Regions from separate parts of the Danio rerio genome. Here region 2 is linked to region 1. The links are chromatin contacts, called in public HiChIP or PLAC-seq maps. All regions are on one chromosome and are shown on one strand. The core of a region is the stretch at or near the end of the contact, and the rest is flanking DNA. Distances in the headings are between cores, read along the strand shown. Region 1 holds the start of amer1 (APC membrane recruitment protein 1). Region 2 holds the start of las1l (LAS1 like ribosome biogenesis factor).

Evidence for each region. HiChIP or PLAC-seq counts read pairs in DNA pulled down with a chosen protein or histone mark.
Region 2: an H3K4me3 HiChIP or PLAC-seq map of gastrula embryo shows a contact between it and region 1, with 3 times the contacts expected there. The contact joins the promoter of las1l here to the promoter of amer1 in region 1. A contact is called at or near these places in 4 of 18 Hi-C or Micro-C datasets (caudal fin, embryo and an unstated tissue) and 2 of 4 datasets of contacts at active chromatin or transcription factors (embryo and gastrula embryo).

Annotation. Positions count from the first base shown.
Region 1 is chr5:22,733,156-22,740,296 of GRCz12tu, reverse strand. It overlaps amer1 (APC membrane recruitment protein 1), which reads left to right and starts at 4,319. Exons shown (of 2, transcript NM_001346277.1): 1 at 4,319-4,396; 2 at 6,058-7,141. The coding sequence starts at 6,163. It overlaps asb12a (ankyrin repeat and SOCS box-containing 12a), which reads left to right. Exons shown (of 4, transcript NM_001126376.1): 4 at 1,476-2,238. The coding sequence ends at 1,630.
Region 2 is chr5:22,844,873-22,852,013 of GRCz12tu, reverse strand. It overlaps las1l (LAS1 like ribosome biogenesis factor), which reads left to right and starts at 2,594. Exons shown (of 13, transcript NM_001126400.1): 1 at 2,594-2,907; 2 at 4,672-4,797; 3 at 4,878-4,947; 4 at 5,529-5,610; 5 at 5,722-5,889. The coding sequence starts at 2,762. It overlaps msna (moesin a), which reads right to left and starts at 223. Exons shown (of 14, transcript NM_001004296.1): 1 at 63-223. The coding sequence starts at 74.

The DNA of each region.
Region 1 (7,141 bases), core at 3,070-5,569:
GAATGTATTGGTGTTTCCCAGTACTGGGTTGCAGCTGGAAAGGCTTCCGCTGTGCACAAAATATGTTGGATAAGTTTGCGTTTCATTTCACTGTGTTGACACCTAATGAATAGAGGGACTAAGCCGAAACAAAATGAATGAAAAATAAATCCATTTAAAGACAAAAGGAAAGATGCGTTGTTGTTGTTGTTGTTACCTAAATTGTTCATTATAATTTTTAATACTGTTAAAGTTGAAATATTTTTGCCACTTGAAAAAACTCTGGAACAAAAATAAATAATACATGAGAAAAATTAAATAAAATAGATAAAGTTATTAATGTTACCTATTAACAAATGTTAGAACATTTATTAAATAAAATATGCTGAAGTACTAAAATTAATTAAGCTAAATAGGAATATTTAGAAAGAAAACTAAAACTGTTGTCAGAGTAATTGGTGGTCCATTCTGGTGTGGCGACCCCTGATCAAGCAGGTAATAAGCTGAAGAAATGGAGTGAGTGAGGTAAAAAAAATCTCAAAAAAAAAAAAAAAGCCTAAGTAAGAATGATGTAAAAGCTGGAAAAATAAGAATAAAACTTACTGAAAATACTAAAACATTGAGATTTTAAATTAAGAGAACAATATAACATGTATAGTAAGAAAATAATAAGCAAAATAACACGAGTAGCAACAGTGAAATATGGCTGTATATCGGCACTGGTGGGATATATGCATTAGTGTCCCACCAGTGACTATATACAGCCATATCACAATAATTAACCCCGAAAAAGCCAAAGCTGTGCAAAAACTAGCAGATTACTATGGTATAAAAACAGCACTAGAACAGACAAAAGAGAAAGATTGACTTAGAATGCTACTTATCTGATGTATAATGATTTGATCAGCTGTAGAAATCCAAAAAGAAAACGATGAGTTTTTCTCCCCTAAGGACTTACTATCCAGTCTGTCGCCAGCTTGTGGTGGAACCATCTTTTCTCTGCTCAGTACAACATCTCCTAAATGATAAATATTTAAAATAGCCACTTTCCTTACAAATAAACTGCATAGTTGCAATCTAAATAATAACTACATTCTCACCTGAAAACCCCTTAAAGATACATTATGTTGTCTAACAACTGCAATATTTGTCAAACTATCGAGTTTATTGATCTGCTGTCACTCTGTGTGGGCGGATTAATACACGAGTGAAAAGGCTGTAGGAGTTCTGATATTGCAGAATATTGTACAGCTAATAGCCAATCAGATTTGAGAACCAGACAAAACTGTTGTATAAATTTATATATTAATCAGTTACATAGTTTGTTTCCTGTGGATGCACCTTTACGTAAGTTTAATAAGATGTATTTTGTCATGATTCAAAGAGGGTGGTTTCAAGGATGGCTGCTGAGTGGTGACTTTGACAGTATACACATCAATTTAAAATAACACTATCATTTGTTAAATAACATTTTTAACACTGTTTTTTTTCCACAGGCTGCCCAAAGAGTCTTGCTTCTCAGTGTAGATTGACCATTCGCCGACACCTGATACAGGTGAACAAGATTCAGTGTTTGGACTCTCTGGAGATTCCCTTCAGACTCATCAACTATCTCAAACACAAGCCTATGAACACTGCGCTGGTTCACTGACAAACGAGAGCCAATGCAACTGTGCCTTTAGTAAAGGACAGACTCATTTACACATCGACTAAAGCAGACAGTCCACTGCAATCTCAAATGGACTGACGCACCGCTAACAAACCCTGGTTTACATATGTGGAGTGTTGAACATCCTCATACATAGTTTTGCTTGATTATGTGGAGTTGATACTAGAACTGCTCATTGTCATACAGCTCAATCACATAGAGCTGCTGTAAGAATGATTTTTATTGAATCATAAGTGTTTTGTTAATCGATAACAGCTTAAAGGAAGATGTACAAATGTTGCTGATTGTCTTCTTGATCTTTATGTGGTAATTTGTCTATGAATACCTTGTTTAGAGGAGATTTACTGTTCTAACAGGTTTCATTGTGAAAGTAGCATGTCATGGAGATCTTTCTGAGGTTAAAGACTTCAAAATGAAGATCGTCTGAAGGATTTAGCACACGGCTGTTAAAGTATCAGGCTAAAAGATTTAAAAAGCATACCAGTCTGTGTTAAATGGGATCTTATGGGCTTATGCAAGTGTATTTCAACAACATTATTGCTATGGATGACAGCTGGCTTGCTAGTTTGTTCATTAAATGGTTGAACATCTGCGTTTTTGTCTGTTGCTGTTTGCTGTATATGTGCACTTATTGGCTGGTTTGCCTGTTCCTGTTGAGGATTTGAGTTTTTCATGTTATAGTTTTAGAGCCACTGCTCCTCCTTATCGCGAGAAGTCCGCAGAGGTGGCTTGGGCATCTGTTTCGGATGCGTCCTGGACGGCTACTGTACCTAGGGAGGTGTTCCAGGCATGTCCTACCAGGAAGGAAGATACAGGACACGTTGGAGGGACTATGTATGTGGAGTTCTTACCTAAGACTGCGGCCTTCATGACCCAGCCCCGAAAGCGGATGAAAATGAAATGAGATTGTTAAAGGGCTGTAAGAAAAATGTAACAATAACAATATACATAATATATATAATATACATAAATGACATATACATTTAATAATAATGATGATAATAATAATTCCTGATATTCTTACAGCACTTTTCTGTACACTTAAATCGCTTTACACATTTTTGGGGGAATGCCCTTATCCCTCACCAGTGTGCAGCATCCAGTTGGATGACGTGACAGCAGCCACATTGCACCAGACTGCACACCACACACTAGCTGATTGATGGAGACAAGTGATGAAGCCAATTATGATATGGCAATGTTTAGGAAGCCTTGATGGACAGAGGCCAGTGGGAATATTTGGCCAGGATGCCAGGGTTATAACCCTACTCTTTTTATTTTATTTTTTTTGAAGGACATCCAGGGATTTTTAACGACCATAGAGAGTCAGGACCTCGGCTTTATGTCTTATCCGAAAGACAAAGAACGTTTACACTAAATATAATCGAAATAGAGTTTTATATATTTTGTAGAGACCCTATATTGTTAAAACGTGTGTATCATTGATGAGTCTAAGTTTTATTTTAAATATTTAGTTTTTATTAAGTTTTTATTTTACACATTTTACCGTTTACTTATCCAAATGTTTCACATTCATTTCTATTGATATATATTTTTTGCTTTACAGTATTCAACATTTGATGTAGATCAAAAATTGATGTACTATTATTTCAAGAGTTTGCCCTTAGCTGATGATTGATTATGGAGTAGGGGTGGAAGGGGGGATTCTTCAAGACGAAGATGGCTGAAGTAAGATACTCTGGTTAATTATAGTGGTTAAGGAGTCGTCTGATTGGTAAATCAGTGTTAGATAATGTGGACCAGGTGCCATCAATCATAAGCACGTGTTTCTTTCAAAATTAGTTTATAAATAAACTTCACTTAGAATTGTTCATTACACAAGGTTTTGGTTGACTTCAAATGCTGACTATATTTTATTTAATACAATGATGATTTATTCTCGTTTGAAATTATAAATTTTTATAATATCTAAATTATTTTATAATTCTTTATTTTCATTAAAATGTAGTCATTTTTATTTGTTTTAATGTGTTTATCTTTTTAAAAATCTTTAACTATCTTGTTTTACCACTCATTAGTTAATTATTATTCATTTCTTTATTTTATTTCGGCTGAGTCCCTTTATTAATTTGGTGTAATTCACCTTTATTTGTATAGCCTTTTGCAATGTAGAATGTAGATGTAGCCACAGTGGAATGAACCGACAACTTATCCAGCATAAGTTTTATGCAGCGGATACCCATCCAGCTGCAACCCATCACTGGGAAACATCCATACACACTCCTTCACATACACTACGGACAACTACTCACCTGTACTGCATGTTTCTGAACTGTGGGGGAAACTGGAGCACCCAAAGGAAACCCATGCAAACACAGGGAGAACATGCAAACTCCACACAGAAATGCCAACTGACCCAGACAGGGTTCGAACCAGTGATCTTCTTGGCGATTGTGCTACCCACTGCGCCACGTGCTGCCTATTATTATCATTATTTACAAAACATACTTGTAATTCTTTAAGCGTCGATTCTGTTTCCTTTCTACTTGTCGTTACTTTTTTTAAGAGTAAGCAAATATAATAAGAGTATGCAAAACATTTTGAAGAGTAAAAATAGAAGTCAGCAACATACTACATTACCCAAGATGCACACCGCACGGAAACACCGCCAGCAGCAGCAGCTCCAGTGCTCGGCGAACAAAGTGAATCACAGCCGTGAGCTCCTGCAGCGCTGCGTGAGGAGAAAGCTCATCACTGCACTCTGTGACGGACAAGATGGAAAATAAGGCGAGTATCTCTAATATTTCCGTCTTTGTGTAATACTGGCTCTAACATAGTAAACCCGTGAGAGTGGACGCGCAGAAACAGCTGTTCACGATGCGAGGTTTGCTGAATATCAGCGCAGCAGTCGCGAGCTGTTAGCGTACGGCTAGCGCGCTCCAGTTGCGCGTTCATTCACAGGGATGATGGTGTCCAGCTGGGGACACTATGTGCAATCTGTTGATAAAACTTCCCTTTTGTTATTAGTCATATTTTGGTGGGTTTAGTTTGTGTTTGGGTGTAGTTCTTTGGAGTGCGGCTGTGTGTGGATCTTGTTTTCTTTGTTTATGATGTTCATACAGTGAGGGTTCACAACAGGCCCTTAAGCTTCAGTCAGCTTTTGTTTTGATTAAATCCAGCGGAACTTCACTCTCGTTCTGTGGTGCTTTTTAGACTCAATGCTTAGCTGTTTTTGAATTGTGTAATTGTAGGCTTCATTTTGTTTTGCCAATGTTATTTAAAATGTAAGCGCCCACATTTCATGATATGCATGTTTCATTCAATTAGTTTTAACCATTAGGGGAACTTCTCAACAATGCTCATTTGTTCAATAATGGCTAACATGTTTTACATTATAGTTGTGGGGTAAACTGAATGTGGTAAATTAAATATTAATTGTTTACTGATTTGTTTTTTTTTTATTGAAAATAATTTTTTTAATGTATAAACATGAATCAGTTTGAATGTCAGTCTAAGTCAGTGGTTCCCAAAGTGGGAATCGCAGGACAATAACAGGGGGTCGTTTTGTGATTTCTAAAAGTTAAGTACATTTATTAAACTATTAGAATTACCATATTTTATCCATAACCCACAGAAGATAAAACAGTAGTCGTTATATAAAAAAACGACATCATGCAAATGAAAAGCCATCAGCCCTTCTGTTATTTTTTTTATATGATTGTGTTTACGTTAGATTAACACCACAGCAATAGCGTCAACTGCAGCAGATTGATTTTAGCACCAGGTTAAACTTTCTGACACCTTTATGGCAATTAAATGCATTATAAATAAATAGAAGCTACAACTGAACATTGTGGATGATCTGTGAGTGGCTGTCTCCAAAATTAAACCAAGAATAGACTTGTGCTAAAAACATTGTGCCCACCAGTCTCTTTTGCTGAGGTTAATAATACATTAAGCTAATTAATAAACAACTATGAAATGATATGGTTGTTAAGACTGTTGCACTATTTGTGTTGAATATATTTTAGCGCAGTGAAACCGTTATATTTTTATCTAAGGTTATCATACCATCAGGATTTTATGGAAGGTGAGCCAATGATGATAGAATGATAATCATTTTGGGTGAACTGTCCCTTTAAGCAAGTAAGGAAATTCTATTATGCTTTATTTAGCAAGACAGACACAAAAATGATCTTTTGTGGACATTGTATACAATAGTATTTTGTCTCTGTCTCTTTTTCCACAGTCAAACTTTTGAATTTAAATTGATTGGTACCTGTTAAACACGTATAGAAACTTGCATGACATTAAACAAAATCAACATGTTTTAAAATAAAATAAACTATTTTGAATATTAAACCTCAATGGATAGTTGCTCAAATATGGGTATAATTTTTTGCAAAAGAGTTTTTTTAATGATGTTTTTTTCCCTATTTCTTTTACAGGTAGAACATGTCAGATAAACACAGTCCTCATCTGTTCCAGCCTGCCTCTCAGGGTGGAGTATTTAACACAGATATGCTCCATTAGCCACAGTCACCTGTGTCATTATGGAGATCGCCACAAGATGTGAGGTTGGTGCAATGAGGGGTCCATCGTCAGACTCCGTTTCCCATGATATCCCTCAACCACAGTCACCCCCTTCTGTGAAAATACGGAAGACAGCTTTCAAATTTTTTGGAGGTCGCAAAAGCATATGTGTTCTACCTAGCTTTTTTGGAGGCCGTGGCAGAAGTCAAAGAAAGGGGTCATCAAAAACAGGAGTAACAAAAAGCCAGACATATGATGGGGTGAGCCGAGCATGCTGGGATGATTTGGGTAGAAGTAGCAGTGAAGTGGCATCAGGGGACTTTGAGTTCTGCAGTGAACCTCAGAAATCACAGGAGGATCATGGGAAGTCACAGTCTTTGCCTAGACAGCGCAGGGGCCTTCGAGGACTTTTCAGCAGCATTCGGAGACACAGGAAAAACAAAAATGTTGAAGTAGAAAAGCGGGAAGCACTTGAAATGTCTTCAAGCTTCCATGCCAAAACAGTGCCTGGTGCCCTGCCGAGTGTCAGTGACCGTGGCGATTACCATGGAGACAGTCAGGGTGAAGAGCTGGTGCCAGATGTGCCTAATCAAACCACAGGCAGTGAGTGTGAACTGCCTTTGGCTGCCACTGAATGTACGATAGATGTAACACTAGTGCCTGAAAAAAGGAGGAGCAGAGTAGAGATGGATAAGAGGAGGAGAGCAGAAGAAGAGGGGATTGGAGAAGATGAGAAAACTGGCAGACAGGAAGGACTGATGACATATCATCAACCCTTGTCTGCTGAGTCTGAATTGGATCGTTTGGCTGAGCAAAATGTGGACGTTCCTGATGGAGAGCCACCTGTTGCATCCTGCTCCTCTGAGAACTTAGTCTTTGGTGATGTGTCATCATTAAAGAGCTTTGATTCGCTGACCGGTTGTGGAGATATCATTGCAGACCAGGATGATGTCAGTGTCGCCGAGAGCTCAGTGTCTGCTGACAGAGGCAGTCGAAATG
Region 2 (7,141 bases), core at 1,345-3,844, 110 kb before region 1:
AGATCTCTGCGCGCTACAGCACAAACACAAGCCAGCGGCTTCCATTTGCCACGAGTACTCACCGTTTTCGGCATTTTGTCGGTATCTGGTCTCTTCCTTCACGAATGTGTCACAAACTGAAGCTGATACAATGAAGTCAACAGAAAGCCAAACTTTTTCCCATCGGCTGATGTCCACGCGCAACAGTCAACAAGCGACGCCGCTCGTGTGTGGAAAAGCTTCTCCTCAAATCTCTTCCAGACCCCGGAGACAAAGTTTCACTTTTCGCCGCGTCTTTGTCGCTCAGAGAAGTACTGGTGGTCCCACAGTCGATTTCCTGCTAACGGAACTGAGTTTTGAAAACCACACCCAGCCCAGCCGATGGAGGCACACCAAAGCGCGCTTGACTAAACTCCGCCCGGATTCTCACAGGCCCCGTTATACGCGGCTCGGCCACTGATGATGATGCTGCTGCTTTGTGTGAACGCGCGCGCTCCGTGAACGTGAGGCGGGGGGGATCCCACACTATTCCAGCAGTGACGTAATTTTCCCCAGAAATTCCAAGATTTCCTGGCTTCCTCTGTTGAATGGCAGGGTTTGGTACGGGCTGTGCGTTTCACTTCAGGAACACAGACTTTATATGGACAACAATCAAAGCCTTATGCTTAGGCCCATAAGCTGATCACAAGGACAATCTGCTTTTAAAAAAGAGTGTTTACCTGTTTGACAACCAGGACACACAAACGTAATCTAGACCTTTTGGTTAAATACATTTTATTTATTTATTTATTTATTTATTTATGTATTTATTTATTTATTTATTTATTCGTTTATTTATATGGGTGATTTGAGTGCTGAATATTATGTTGTTGCTCAATGTAAACTGCTGATATGTTTTGCACTAAAACGTTCAATAAAATATGCTACAAAAATTAATGCTTTAAAATGAGATTTAATTACAATTAGAAATAATTTAAATAAAAAATATTTATTTAAAAAAACTAAAGACTACTTTGACCTTTTTATCTTCTACTTTTAGATAAAAAAAAAAAACAGTTTAAGACAGTGACCGTTACATGCAAAGAGAAACTGTAGATGTTGTCATATTCATAATTATATTGCATGTCTAGAAAGACATCTATGGCTAGATGTTGTAAATAGCAGGAGCAGATTTAGTGATTTGTGGGCACTAAGCAATTCCAGCCCCGGGACCCAGCAGTCCTACAGCATTATGCACCCTTCGTATCTGTATTTATTTATTTATTTAGCTGTCTTTTCTTATATCACTGAATCTTGCTTTTTACATTTTGATATTAACACAATCTGTACATTTTAAAAGATTTGTTAGCCAAAAATAAACCACAAAAATCTTAACTCAAAAATTAAAAAATAATGAATAAACTATTTGATCAAAGATTTGCACGGATGTGATAATTAAGGTAAAATTGTAATTGTTAGACCCTTATTATATAAAATATGATAGAAAATGACATTATATACAATTTATAGAAACTTCTACTTCTTTTATTGTAGGCTCCCAAATTTCATAAGGGCCTTAAATGGCTGCTTACCTCACGTATTGGTTAAATTCGTCCCTGTTGAATAGTTAATATTATATTATACAGACAGACCTACTAATAAGAGGATTATGCAATCTGCTGATGTTCTGTGCTATGTAGAAAAATAACATAATTATTTTGCAAGAATTTAGTAGTTTTAGTTGGCCAAGAATGCATTACTCTGTATTTAATAGATTACAGTTACTTTTGGATTATGGATTACAGAAATAGAAATTATTCACACAATTCCTCTAAGTAATTCATAATTTATTAACTTTCCCTAATTTCTTTATAATTTAATTAAATATTCCTTAAAGAATTATACATATTACTATATTGTTTAGCTTTTTTAAGTAGTCAAAATACAGAATTTCCATGTACATTCAATTTAAATTAATTTGTGATCAACCCCCTCTGAATTTAGTAACAAAATTAAAATTATATATATATATATATATATATATATATATATATATATATATATATATATATATATATATATATATATATATATATGTATCTTATCTTCTATGTTACTAACATTTTCTATGTATTTTGCAATCAGTAACAAAATAATATGTCTAAATAATTTACTCCAATATATAATGCTACCATGTTATTTCTTTATTGTCGTAATTACCAAGTCCTAAAACTCAGCAGTATAATGCTACTTTTTATAAGTTATTTATTTATTACTAGTATTATTATTAATGCTAGATATTACTTCTAAATCCTCAGTTTTAATTTGATATCAAAACAGAACTGGGTTGATTATTATAAGAACTGGGAGTTTAATGCCCCTGAAACGTTTGCAAATGGCTGATTATGCTCATCAGCAGTGCACTAAAACTGCAGTAAATATTTGCTTAAAGATTTTGCTTATTTGCTAAATTTGAGTAAACTGCGATATATTAACATAAAGTACACCTATAGCAATACATTTTAAACAAATAAGTTTTATTACTCTCAGTTCTCCTTTGAACTCGCTTTTCTGATCTAATTACTATTACATACGGAACCATTGTTCATCGCTTACGCTAACCGGGGAACGTTTAACCTGCCGCACCTCTGGCGGGGCGTATGACTGTGTTGTGTCCAGTAAACGGGAGCTTTCCATAAATCGTATGTTTTAGTTTTTAACAACTTTAAATGTGCTGAATTCTTTCGCCGCCTCGCATCCACGCACTTTATCACTCGAAAAGGATACAGTCGACGATCTGAAGATGAAGAAAGAAACGGTGGGGAAGACGCGTCACGTCGTGCCCTGGATGAACAAAGCGGAGTACGAGCATGTGCTGGAGTATTTGTACTCGAAAGAGCCCGCGCTGCAGAAACACGCGCTGCACAGGATCTCCGCGTGGAAGGGCAGGTACAATGTGTGTGTGTGTGTTTGGTCCGAGCGAGTGAATGATCTCTGATGTCCCGCTACAATGTTGCAGATGTTGTGGCTGCTCTTTGGTTGGTCACGTGACGTCTGATGCTGCTTCATCTCTTGTGTTTTGCTGACGGACGGTCCTGCTCTGTGGATGGGCTAAAGTGAATTTCTCTGTAAATAATGCCCTAATGCAAAAAATTGTTAGAGTTTCAACTACGTATTGCTATGGCTTAATACAAACCCTGTTATCTAGCTAGCTGTTTGGTCTTCTTGGCCATTGTTTTTAAAAGAATTATTCTGAAAGGGATAGTTTACCCAACGCTGAAAATCATGTAATCATTTAGCAATACTCACACGTTTCATAAAGCTTTTGAACCTGGTAACAATTGACTACCATAGTAGGAAAACAAATACTAGGATGTCAATTAGGGCTGCACTATATTGGAAAAATCTAACATATCAATATATTATGTTACGATTATATATATTTTGATTATATATTGCAATATGATTACAATATAACTGGAGTTGTTAAATAACTATTTGAAAAGAATTCATCGTTTTAGATTGATTGAGATGATTCGGAGAGCGTGTATGCATAAAATATTAGAAACAACCTACAAGCATAGACACATTCAATAATGAAAAAGGTACAACTTAAATAAACAGCGTTTGATTGTTTTCCGAGGAGTCAAACTGTATTCAGGTATACAGTAGTTGAATAATCAAATGTAAAATAATACTACATAGTCTTTGATTGTTAAATAATTAAATTTGGTACATTTTCTTAGGCCTGGATGCTTTAAAAACCATCACAAGCCTCAAAAAACTATTTTATTATTATTATTATTATTATTATATTACATATTTTATTATATTATATAATTTTAATCTAGACTCAGTATTGAGTATGGTAAATGATCACATTGCGAAATCGTAGCTGTAATGATATACTGTGCAGCCCTTATGTCAATGGATAAGTTTCTAACATTCGTCAAAATATTTTATACATTCAACAGACAAAACCCATAAAGTTTTGGAACAACTTGAGGGTGAGGAAGTAGTGAGTATATTTTTGGACAAACTATCCCTTCTAGAATTTCTGATGTTTTATTTTTATGCCAGAATAGACACGTATATCAAAACAAACTTTAAAACAATAGATAAGGTGCATAATTTATTATAATAAGCAAGTTCAAGATTTAAACATGGGTGTTTTCATTCTAATTCTACTTACCGCTAAATAAGATATTTAGAGAGGGACATTAAAAAAAAGATAGAAAAGGCAGCTATATGTTTTCATCAGTTTAAGGGATTGTTCACCCAAAACACAAAAATTCTGTCATAATTTGCTTACCCTTTACTTGTTTCAAAACCTTTCAGTTTTTTATTTTTATTTTGTAAAACATCAAAGAAAATATTTCGAAGAAAGCTGGAAACTTGTAACCCCTGACTTCCGTAGTAAAATGATCAAATAATTATTTTATTTGCAAATGTTTTGCTAAAACTTTTCAAACTGAGATTGCATTGTAAACACATATTCCTGTATTCAGATCAGAACCACATATGGAAGTACCCCAAATCAAATAGAAAATATCAGATTTCATGTGGTTTGTGCTGTTCAAACTTGTGTGAATGAATAAAGGATTTGAGTCACATTTGGACAACATGTTCTAGAATACAAAAAATAAATAAATCATGTTTTGGAAAACATCTGTTGTCCTAATGTGGCCTCTGAATTTTTCTCTGTTTCCACAGGTTTGGACAAAGCACACCCGTGGCCGTGGAGAGCACAGCTGACCTTGTCCGGTGTCAGGTGCTGGACAGCACTGGCCAGCTGGAGGCCAATGATCTGGTGCTGCTCTATGGCATGGCACTGGTTCGGTATGCTCGTCAACCATGACATGCACTTCAGTCTTATAAATCAGCTCATGTATATTTACTGGAGTATAACTGTGTTTCAGATTTGTTAATCTCATCACAGAAAGACAACAGAAGAAAGTCGCCAAACCCTTAAGAAGGTTAGCCAGAAAAGTAAGTCAAACTTTACTGATAATCTTTCAGGATTTCAAGGTTCCCATTGGTCATAGTTTATTCCATTGTTTCACATTTTCCCTATGGTTGGGCTATTTTACAGTGCCATTTTATTGATTTCCAGCAATCACTAAAAGGCATAGTTCATTCAAAAATGAAAATGCTGTCTTCATTTACTCAATCGTGTGTTCCAAAACTGTTTGACATTCTTTGTTGGAACACAAAGGGAGATGTTTTGAAAAATGCTGAAATCCTGTAACCATTGACGTTCGTATTATTTGTTTTTTCTTAATTGGAAGTGGATGGTTACATATTCTCAGCTTTCTTACAAATATTCTTCAAATATTTTGTCAAAAAAGGTTTGAAACCAGTTGAAAATGTGTGATTTCACTTTCATTTATGGGTGGACTATCTCTTTGTGTCGAATGTAGTCGCCAGACTGTACCCGGTAATACGTTCTCTGTCTATATTTTGTCTTCTTGTTGTTTTGTTCATTATAGGCCATGGCATCTGGTAATTTGACATTTGGCTATGAGTAAGAACCCTGTCTGTTTTTCTATTAACACTTTTCTTTCTGACAGATAAACATCCCAGAGTGGGTGGTAAACCTCAGGCATGACCTGACGCACCGCAGACTCCCGTCATTAAAGTGGTGCAGAAAAGGTGTGACATGAATGTTGTTGCCTTACAGACAGATATAAAAACACTGTTAGATATAAATGTACTTTCACTGCTCCCTTTGTGTTTGCCTTTACTTCTGTCTGTACTCTTCAGGTTGTGGTTTTGTGCTGGACTGGCTGCATCAGGAGTACTGGTCCCGTCAGATGGGAAATCAGCTCACTGAGGATTGGAACTCTTCATCAGATGACGAGGGTGAAGTCGATGTTGTTAAAAGGCATGAGGGAGATCTTCTTAGCAGACAGAGAGAGATTGAGGCACACAGTAAGTAGCCTTTGGTGGTCCATTATGTTGCGCATTTGTATTGATACGTAAGAGAGGGACTGCAAAGCAGAGATCTGCGCAGAACTGAATTTTTAGTCCCGCTCCTGCCAGGTTTTTTTCCGCACCGACTGCTCCCGCTGTATATTCAGCCTTTGTTCAGCCGCTGCCCGACCTGCCCTGTATTCTTCCTGACCTGACCGTTCCCGCTAAGTCTGGTTTCCAAAATCTCACATTAAAATTGGGTACTGCCAAAAAAGAAAGATAACAGATAAAAGTGTATGTTGTGCAAGGATTGTCGGCTAAATGTTTTGTTTGCCCCTTTGTGATGAGACATGAATGCTGCCTTAAACAGTGATGTGCGGTGAGGTTTGTGGCTGGTGAGGCACTGACTCTTTCAAAGTCAGATTTACAAACATTTCCACTCAATATATTTGCCAACTACTGATTGTGTTTCATATGTAATTTCAGCATTATTTCTATAAACCTAGCGGGTATATATCGGACCTTGGATGAATGTAAAAATGTATAGCGATTAAATATGCCTCCCAAAAAACACCCAGCTGGATGCTACAGAATCCAGACAGCCTATACCAAAGCGACACACAGCATCACGGCGAATACGTGCATGTGCTCTCTTGCTCGCTCTTTCTCTATCTGTCAGGAATGCTGTATTGTTAGACCACCTGCTCCTGTTCATATCATACCGAGCGATATTTATTCCCATGCTGCAAGAAATCTAGTCAGGTCCCATGGCTGTACCTCTACTACAAAGTGACTTTTGCACGCATTTTAGGTTGATGAGCAGATGTCAAGCAATGCTATTAATTAAATACTGTGTGCCCATGAAACTCAAGCGCAATAATGAATTTTAAAAGAACTTAATCTTAATTTTAGCCCTGAATATAAGAGTAAGTCACTGGCAGTGTGAATCAACCAAAATTAAACGCATTAGAGAGCAAATATTCATGTGTTTTGTATTTAATGACTGTCACATTTAAAGGGCACCTATGGTAAAAAATCTACTTTGCAAGCTGTTTGGACAGACATATGTGTAGATATAGTGTATAGACCGTCATATTGGGGTGAAATAAACACACCCAGTCATTTTCTTTCAATTTAACAACATAAAAACTGTGGACCAATTGGAGCGGTTTTTAGACCGACCTCAACTTGACAAAGGAGTGCGCCCACCCCTGCCCACCGAATCTAACAGCCGCGCGTATTAACATGTCTCGGTAGTCACGTGTATAAT